Regions from separate parts of the Mus musculus genome. Here regions 1 and 3 are each linked to region 2. Evidence: chromatin contacts called from public HiChIP or PLAC-seq data. All regions are on one chromosome and are shown on one strand. Each heading gives the region's core, a stretch centred on a gene start, on an enhancer-like site or on the middle of the called end of the contact. The rest is flanking DNA. Distances are from core to core; before and after follow the strand shown. Region 1 overlaps Ttc33 (tetratricopeptide repeat domain 33). Region 2 overlaps 5430437J10Rik (RIKEN cDNA 5430437J10 gene). Region 3 holds the start of Ttc33 (tetratricopeptide repeat domain 33).

What was found. HiChIP or PLAC-seq counts read pairs in DNA pulled down with a chosen protein or histone mark.
Region 1: a contact with region 2 is called in an HNF4G HiChIP or PLAC-seq map of pancreatic cancer cells. The contact joins two enhancer-like sites. A contact is called at or near these places in 1 of 484 Hi-C or Micro-C datasets (pancreatic cancer cells) and 1 of 115 datasets of contacts at active chromatin or transcription factors (pancreatic cancer cells).
Region 3: a FOXA1 HiChIP or PLAC-seq map of pancreatic cancer cells shows a contact between it and region 2. The contact joins the promoter of Ttc33 here to the enhancer-like site in region 2. A contact is called at or near these places in 1 of 39 promoter capture datasets (the HPC-7 cell line), 1 of 484 Hi-C or Micro-C datasets (pancreatic cancer cells), 2 of 115 datasets of contacts at active chromatin or transcription factors (cardiomyocytes and pancreatic cancer cells) and 2 of 9 other capture datasets (adipose tissue and liver).

The regions. Positions count from the first base shown.
Region 1 is chr15:5,204,146-5,207,051 of GRCm38.p6, reverse strand. The region is part of intron 2 of Ttc33 (tetratricopeptide repeat domain 33); the gene reads right to left. Among named protein-coding and RNA genes, the nearest start is that of Ttc33, 20 kb to the right of the region's middle. Within about 2 kb of position 1,606, at least 10 of the 459 cell types and tissues checked have an H3K27ac peak or open chromatin away from gene starts, as enhancers often do. A contact at or near this core is called in pancreatic cancer cells, where this site is marked.
Region 2 is chr15:5,538,181-5,541,323 of GRCm38.p6, reverse strand. It overlaps 5430437J10Rik (RIKEN cDNA 5430437J10 gene), which reads right to left. Exons shown (of 5, transcript NR_045274.2): 2 at 1,599-1,699. Among named protein-coding and RNA genes, the nearest start is that of 5430437J10Rik, 43 kb to the right of the region's middle. Within about 2 kb of position 1,578, at least 93 of the 459 cell types and tissues checked have an H3K27ac peak or open chromatin away from gene starts, as enhancers often do. A contact at or near this core is called in pancreatic cancer cells, where this site is marked.
Region 3 is chr15:5,183,825-5,187,010 of GRCm38.p6, reverse strand. It overlaps Ttc33 (tetratricopeptide repeat domain 33), which reads right to left and starts at 1,451. Exons shown (of 5, transcript NM_026213.3): 1 at 1,243-1,451.

The DNA.
Region 1 (2,906 bases), core at 357-2,856, 330 kb after region 2:
GCAACAAGACTAATAATCAATGCACACCCCCACCTTTTATTTTAAGATTGAGAGCCAGGTATTCAATTAATATCTTCAACTGTAGCCACAAGCAGCTAAACTACCTGAGTAACTGCACAATTGCCCTTAGCACACTTGCTGCAGTCTTCAGAGACTGTGCACCGTTTCCTGCTCTCTAGGCAATGTTAATGACTGCTCTTCTTTCCAGGTACTTGAGCACGTCTGCAGTCCCAGGGCTGTGAATCACTGACAATCTCTGTCATGTGCCATTGTGTACTATCTTCTCTTAAATCATTTCTTGTTGTTTTCAAGACCCTTCACTTTCTCAGTATGTGTTTTGTATGTACAATGCACAATACCTGGTAATAAACAACTGCTATTCATATTCTCTAATATAAATTATAATCATATAATACATATAATAGTGTGTGTGTGCGCGCGTGTGTGCATAGTGTACACTTGTGCTGATGTGTGTGTGCAGGCGTTAGGACAGCATCCTCCTTTATTGCTGTCGATGTTATTTCCTTGAGACAGGTCTTTTCTGAGCCTGAAAAATGCAGGTTTTGTAAGGGTAGTTGGCCAGTGAGCTCCTGGGATCCACTATCTCACAGTCAACAAAGCGGGGATCACAGGCACACATGTGCAGGTTTTAAATGAGTGCTGGAGATTTGGACAAAGGTCCTTACGCTTATTCAGCAAGAATTCTTATCAACTGAGTCATCTCCCCATCTAACTCACAAACTTTTTATTGCTATTTTAGAGTTCATTTCTTATACTTAGGAGAGCAAGTTTACTGTATCTTGTACAATCACCAGAAGTGAAACTCCATACATCCTGTTCTCACTGTCTCCCTTCAGCACACCAGAGGCAACTCAAGAGACTAACCTAAACCATCCAGGTTGTTATTTAGTCCAATTCTTTTTCTTTATACCACATGCATAATTGTGTGGGCCTTAAACATATTTCTCACTTTTCCATTGCACTTGGACACAGCAAAGAGATTTGTGAGTTATATGTTAGCAAACGCTAACAGTCACTGAGCAGACTGCAGTGCCAGTTACGTGACCTTCATTACTCTACTGGAACTGGACCCTCACCAGAACCCCAGGTGGCATTAGTCATTATCTCCACTTCATAAATAAGAGAGCTGAAGATTAAAGAAGCTACCTTCCCAAATATAGCTAATGCTGCAGCTACAAGGGTCGGGTAGGATTTGAAGGCACCAAGTGTAACATCAGAGCCTCATGCTAAGCCACACTTGGTCCTATTTCCTCACAAGGCATCCTTTTCAAAAGGCCATGTAAGTTTTTGTAAGTATACTCCATGATGCAGTCTTCAGAGGTTATACATGATATTCATGTATACACATGAAACTGCCTAGCGATCCACATCTCAGAACATGTCCACTACATTACAGAAAATATGCTGCATGTAAAGACCCGGACTCCGTAAAGCCAGGGGGTGGGGGTGGGGTGGCTCCATCAGGAAAGTGCTTGCTGCACAAGCCTGAGGGCGTGAGTGCAGTTCCTCTGCACACACATAAACCTCAAACACAGCACAAGCTTTTGAAATATCACCACTGTGGTGACAGACAGGAGGATCTCCCGGATGGACTGGCCAGCCAAGGTAAGTCTCATACCATCTTGACAAAGCACAAAGAGTGCATAGTGGGAGTGTGCTTTACGAAGTTTGCTTTTATACTCATTAAAGGCGTGGCGGTCAAACCACAGGTTTGTGTTTTGTTGGTTTTTTTTGGTTTTCCGATCAGAGTTTCTCCGTGGAGCCCTGGCTGTCTTGGAACTCACTCTGTAGACCAGGCTGGTCTGTGCTCAAAGCTTAACTACGAGTTAAATGTTCAATTAAAGGAAGGCGGTAACCTCTGATTCCAGCCAAATCATACAGAAATAAGTAAGCCTAGACCACTGTTAGAGCCTTTTGGGGCTTTGAGGGGCTTTTGCAACCAGTTCTTATACAATGTAGCCTTGGCTGGCCTGGAACTTACTACATAGGCCAGGGTAGCCTCAAAGTCCGATCCACCTGCCTCTGACTCCTGAGTGCTGAGATTACAGGAATGTACCACTGAGCCCAGCTCCTTCATAACCTGCAGCTCACAGAATTCCTCGATGAAAAGACATCTACCTGAGCACTGTTTAATTCTAGGTGAAAGGCTTCTAATAATGTGGGGACCGTGTGGCCACCTTCCCCCCTCATTACTCAGACTACCTCCTTATTCGTCTCAGCTGTTTGTCAGTATCGTTTTACCATGTTTTCTATTCTTGAGTTTCTTGCATGAAATACAATCCCATGCACCCCATTACCCTCCTGCAGCCCCCCTCACCCCCTAACAGGTTCCCTCCCAATTTTTCTTCCCTCCTCTTCTCCACAGCCCAGGAGGTCCAATCAGAGCTACCCATGTAAGCATGGTTGCTGGACTGCACAGGAGGGTGGGCAACCTGCCAGCTCTACCCCAACTTTATGACGCATCAGCACAATTCTGGGTTGTTCCCCAAGAAATCACAAACCTCGGTTTTTAAATGTATTGTACTTTTTATACACATATGAAACATTCCTCCATTCCTTTAGACCAAAAGATTCTCTCTATAGCATACTTGCTTAAAGACTGACTATTATACAGTTATAGGAGATATTATAGTTACTCAGTAGCACCTTTGTTGGTAGGTATTAGAAACTGGGTTTTAACCAGTCCTTTTTTCAAGTGAAGGAAGACCACAAGTTCTTTCACCCAGGCCATAGCTACCTGGAACAAAGAAAACTATGTAATCCAAACAAGCCAAGCCATTGTCTAGTTGACTCTGTATAACTTCTATGGCCTGGTCCAACCGGCATAAGCCTATCAGATTCCTCTTTGTGGAATCTGAAAACAGGAAACTCAAGAGTTGAAACTA
Region 2 (3,143 bases), core at 329-2,828:
TATATAATCTAATCAAATAGATCTATAAAATATTAATACTTATGAAATACTGCTTTAGTAAATACCCAGATACTTGTACAGGTTAGGGCAGGATGGAGTGTTGGTTGATTTAGACTTCTCTGTGTGCAGGGATGATGAGTGGGAAATGTTAGATCATTTCAGACGCAACTTTACTTAAATGTTGACTGAAGGAGGGTGAACAGATGTCTGCAGGCTTACCTGCGGCTCCCTGCTACACAGACTGGACAGACAGGGTTTATGAAGCGATCCAGATGCTGGTGCTTGCCATTTTCCCAAAGCGACTGGAAGTCAGTTAGAGTTATCCCTACAAAGGCCACAGGCTACAAACCAGAGGACATTTTACACAGCAAAATATGGAACCAAAAGATTTACAAAAGACTCAAATGCAATCTTATCTTAAGAAATGATATCACCGTCTTCAAATATGTTCATGGAGTTCTCTCCATTTTATTCTCAGACTTACTGTAGGTCAGCTTCAATGCAAAACTTCGCCTTCCCAAGTTACTGCTTTAACAGGAAATTATGAGAATTCATTATTAATTATAAATATCTTGATATCTTCAGAATAAGTAATTATACCTACTGTAATAAAAGGAAACTAAACAAAACATTTTTTTAATCTGATCAAAAATGGTCTGCATTTAAAGGTTGCTGCCCCAATATTTAACCATCTAACCTTAATTCCTGTAGTGTTCCATATAGTAATGGAGTATACTGACCACCACAAGTTGTCCTCTAAAATATGGAACTCTCTCTCTCTCTCTCTCTCTCTCTCACACACACACACACACACACACACACACACACACATATATATATATATATATATACATATATATATATATATATATATATATACACACACACACATATATATATATACACATATGCCCCAGTAGTACAGGGGAATGCCAGGGCCAAGAAGCGAGGAGGGGGGCGGGTAATAGGGGACTTTCAGGATAGCATTTGAAATGTAAATGAAGAAAATACCTAATTAAAAAATGAAAAAATTTTTTTCAATAAAGGAAATATTTCAAGTAAGTGAGTCTGTTCACTAAATCCCAGAGAGCTAGAAAGATATATTTATATACAGAGAAAAAATTCAGCTAAATTTCACAATATTTACATAAGTTATCCTGACTATTTTATTCCATGATGAAAAGATGTGACACTTTTAGACGAAAGATGATTGTGGTGCAGTATTGCATGACACTATTCCTGAGGAAATGTTAACACATATGGACTCACCTCAAATAAGAAGTAATGACAGATCAAAGTAAGGATACCACCAAAGTCCAATTTGATGAACCAATGAGCTTAATGGAATTACTTACAGGAGTATGGGTGAAGGGTTGCATGGAGATGGAGAAAACTCATAGATAGCTGTATCAATAAAATGTTCACTCTAGCATGTGTAAACTCACCCAAGCTCAAAAATGCTAGAAAGCTGGAGGAGGGGAAGGCTCAACACATTTGATTTCAGAGAGTAATGAGTCAGCTCTGTTGGTATGAGACTCTACTAGACAGCTAACCTTGTGTAACAGTGTCTGTCAGAAGTTAACTATTGGTTGACTCACCTAGCCTGTGACCTGCTTTTCAGCAGCCTGGGGTGAAGGCAGCACTTCTTATGGAGTATCCTGAACATAGTCTTGAGTGGGCTGTGAGATGCTCACAAAGTCTGGGAAAGACAAAACAATCACATCATTGAAGAAGTCCCCCAAAGCTCCCAAGAGTCTGCCTCTTACATTGTCTTCATCTCTAAGTCAGTTATATAACCAAGTGCCTCGTGCGCCACTTCCTCATTGCTCAATGGGAAGAACGCCTGGCCACTGTGCGTTCAGATTACCATAGAGATGAATGAGGTAATGCACAGAGAGAGCACAATTTCAAAGTATTTCCTTTACCATATTTTTTTTCTGCTAAGCACTAACATTATTTGAAATTTTAGCCTTTGTTTCAATGTAGATCTATTTCCCCTGTGTTCTCCTTGTAACTAATATGTCAACCATCCTACTTGTGGTGAACACTGTTCCTTTAGTTTGTTTTTTAAATCTCTGCTGCAGAAACAACATCCTTGCTTGTTGTACAGTACCCATCATTAGAGCTGCCCCATCACTGCTCAACACTAAATACCAAAATAGGGAAAAGAAAGGCTCTTTAGCGTCATTCTACAGTTACCTAAGGAAACAGAAGAAAAGCGTTTCCCTGTATGCATGTCTTAAAGCATGGTTTCCAGACCAAATGTAATAAAAGCATAGTGGTTTGTCTTCTGAGTGCAAAAGATCCCTCCAGGCAACTTTTACCTGAAGTTTCATAAGCAAACTATATTTTCACTGTTCTTTGAGAATATTCAGAGTAATGCCTGGCTCCCAAGCCTGCCATATTTATTGAGTGAGTCAGAGCATATTAACAAATGCTGTCACAACATTCCAAACCTCCGTCCTGATAGGTTTTATTGATTAAGCAGTCATTTTCATCAAAAGCATAGACAAACCTCAAGTGTGCTTAGGGATTTATATTAGCTTACTCTCAAGGAAAATTGCTAGAGAGAAACTGTGTTGGCAGAGGCTAATTGGCTGCTTTTAACTTGAGTGATGTGCGGACGTTTGAATGTTGTAGGTACAGAGCCTAATTACAACTTACCTTGCCTATGCTTGGCTCCCTAAAGAGCTGTCTGTGTACCAGATCTAATATCCTGTGACAAGGAGCTAAATGCTTTTGGGGATACATTATCTTAACAGAACCATACTCCACACCAATCAAGAGGCTACGGCTGTTGCTCTGAGGAAGCACCTGAGGCCTGTGGCTGAGACCTCACTCTGGGCACTTTTATCTGCCTCTCTCATGTTCCCATCCATGGAGTTGAAAAAGGTCTTGATTTTACGATTTTTGTTTTGTTACTGTAAACCTTCAGGAAGCTATTTGTATATTGAAACATAATTTAGGGTAATCTAAGCCTGTGTTCCCAGGACATGGTCACACATATTTGGTTCCAGAATAAACTATCTTATTTGAGATGAGAATGTTTTTACATCAATTCCTAAAGCCACTCCTTTAGATAAAGAGGGGGGAATAATCTTAAAATTTGCACACTCCTATAAAACAAAGTGGAAAATTCCATC
Region 3 (3,186 bases), core at 202-2,701, 350 kb after region 2:
AGATTAGAAACGACTTAATAATGAAGAAACAGCAAGCGGTATCAAGGGCCTACTAAAGTGAAAAAGCAGGAATGTGTTACCAGTTTATAATACCAAGTTTATATTTTCTCCCAAACTGCCTGTGGACAAGGAGACTGAACTCAATTACAATACCGGTAAGTGCTATCAAGCGTGATCCAATGACCTGTCAGACAAACGCACACTAGTGTCTGCATGAAAGTGAGCTTTAGAGAATAGAAGCTGGCCAGGCTTAAAAGAGGGAAGACTCCTGGCATGTGTGAACATCTTCCCCAAGGAAAATGTAATGCTCTGATCTGATCCGGGATCTGAAATGCTACTGGGGAGAAAATACAGACAATAGTCAATTAATGATTCGGGACTCCCCTTCTCGGTGATTAAAATGTCCTAACATCAATTGGTATAATGGCACGATTTTGTGAACAGCAATAACGGTTACTGAGTCATAGACTCTATTAGGAGGAGTTGTATAACACGCCACTTACATCTCAACTAAACTGTTTTCATCTTACGCTATGAGCTTCTTGTGCCTCTAGGCTGTGCTTGTAATTAGTACTCACTAAAAACCGCGTACAGAAGGAGCTTTGCTTGATCTGTACCTGGATGGATAAGGCACCAAGCTTCTTTCCAACCCGATAACAGATCAAGTGGGTAAATCACAACTGTAAAGGTTTCGTGCTAACTCTCATCTGGAGTTAAAAGTCTACGTGCTCTACAGAACGATGAGTGGCATTAAGATTCTAAACATGTACGATGCTCTCCACCGCAACCGCTCGACTTGACCCTTTACCGGGCCATAAATAAGCTGGGTGCTTGCCACAGAGTTAAAAACGTCCTCCTGAACTGACTGCGTGAGAGGATGCGGCCACCCAAGATGGAAAAACACCGGCCGGAGGTAGAGAATCACAACAACCACCCTCCGAACAGGAGAGATGAATCCGCAGGTGAAGAACGAGAGAAACGGATTCCCTTAAAATGCTACCCGAGGAGAACACAGGATTCAAAACTGGCCCCTGCCTCGGCTGCAATAAAAATGAGCTCCGGCCATAGCAGCTCCTCGGGCGGCCGGGCCGGCACCCAGAACCCTGCCACCGCGCCCCGCGCCCCGTGCCCAGGTCGGAGGCACGCCCCAGGGCTCTGTGGACCTCACCGGGCCACCCTCGGCCCTCCCTCCCGCACGCAGCAACCCTCAGCCCTGTCTACCGCCTACCCGCAGCCAGTTACCTGAAAACACTCTGTGGTGCCGTGTTTACATTCCACGTGCCCTTTGGCACCGGAAACGGAAACTATTCTGCCGGGATTCTAATCTGCCTTGCCTGCCTGTGCTTCCCGATTCTTTATTTTAAAAAAAAAGCATGAAATCATCCTGGGACGTTCTAAAGTCCAGCAAGGCGGACAGAAGAAAAGAAGACTTTCTTACCCGCCAGCGCCCTTCTGCAGGACCACTAATCCCAGAAGTCACTGCGGCGCCCTAGGGACTATGGGATTTGTAATAAAGACACCAGACGAAGCGCCCTCTAACTGCAGCCGGGAATGGACTCCCGTGTTTGAGGTTGTGCTTTGCAATACACACAGTCCTCAGGTAAATAAATGGCTTACCGCCTAGTCTGACCGGCCTAGCCGCTGAAGGGTCTGTGAGATGCAGAAGGGGGGGGGGGGGGGGGGGGGCGGAGACTGAGCTGAAATAAGTGCAAAGGGTGCTGGCTTGTTTGTGTCAACTTGACACAAACATATACTTAGCTATAAAACAGGGAATCTTAACTGAGAAAATGCCTGTAGGGAAATCTATGCGGGCATTGTCTTGATGAATGATTGATGTGGGAGGACCCAACCCATTACAGGCAGTGCCACACCCTTGGCAGGTGGTCTGGCCCAAGGGGAAGCTAACTGAACAAGCCTTAAAAAGGACCAATTACTGCCCTGCTTGAGTTTCTACCTTGATTTCCTTCTATAATGTGAAACTAGACGCTGATATAACCCCTTTCCGCCCCGAGATGACTTTGGTCATGGTGTTTTATCCCAGCAACAGAAACCTTAAGTAAGAGCCGATCAGGGAGGATTGGGCTGAACTGCAAGCTTCCTGTGAGAATCCACAGCAGAGCCTGAAAGTAGCACCTGTCACTTCTTACAAGTAAATTAGCAGGCTGATGTTAACAATGGGGCACACTGAGGGAATTGAAAACTCCTTAAGTTTATCCACATAGCTGTGCTACACAAAGCCAAGATCGATTTATGGAGACCACGCTTTTTCAACGCGCCACCGCATGTCTTACTGGCTAGTTATTTGTTGAGGTAAACTGATAAGTTATTTCTCCACTGGTAAAATGAGCCAATTCAAGCCAGATTAAAATATATACAACTGCAGGTTTATTAAGAAGCTGCTCTCGGGCAGGTGAGTTCACTGGCCCCAAGGAAGGAGGCCAGAAAAGGGAGAGAAGAGGAAGAGAAAGAGAGCCCTCAGGCTAAGACAAGGGGGCAGGGGAGATGGGGAGGGAGAAAACAAAATGGATTATATAGCAAAGATCCTCTGGGGGAAGGGAGTCCAGGCCCTGTGCTGAAAATTCAGGATTGGGGGCCAGTTATACTAGGGACTGAGGGATGCTGGGAGAACCAGGAGGCCAGGTCTGCTTTGGTATGTAAAATATACACCTAAGTTGTTTGTTCCTGGGTCTGAAACCAAACAGAAACATGGTAGGATTCTGAGATACCATTAGTAATACTCCCCTCCCCACCTCCCACCCCCATCCCCATCCCCACCCCCCCCACACACACATACATTACCAAAAGGACTACTAACTTCTTTCTCTCCAAAATGTCAAATAGTCCCTGAAGGGACACTCTTACCCAACGCTGGCATTAAAATCACTGATGCTGGCCCCAGCGATGGCTTACTGCTCTTGTAGAGGACCTGGGTTCAGGTCCAACACTCAACAGAGAGACTCAAAACATCTGTGACTCCAGTTACAGGGGAACTGCTGCCCTCTTCTGACACCCACAGATACCAAGTGTCAAAGGCCCTTCCGTACCCAGAACTCGTACATATTGCCATTTTTCACAAAAGTAAACATTGGTGCTGGCTGTTAAAACGCCACAGTGATAGAGCAGCTACGTGGATTTGAGGTAATGATGCAAACTCTAATGGTAGTGATAGAGTCCTCTGTCACGCCG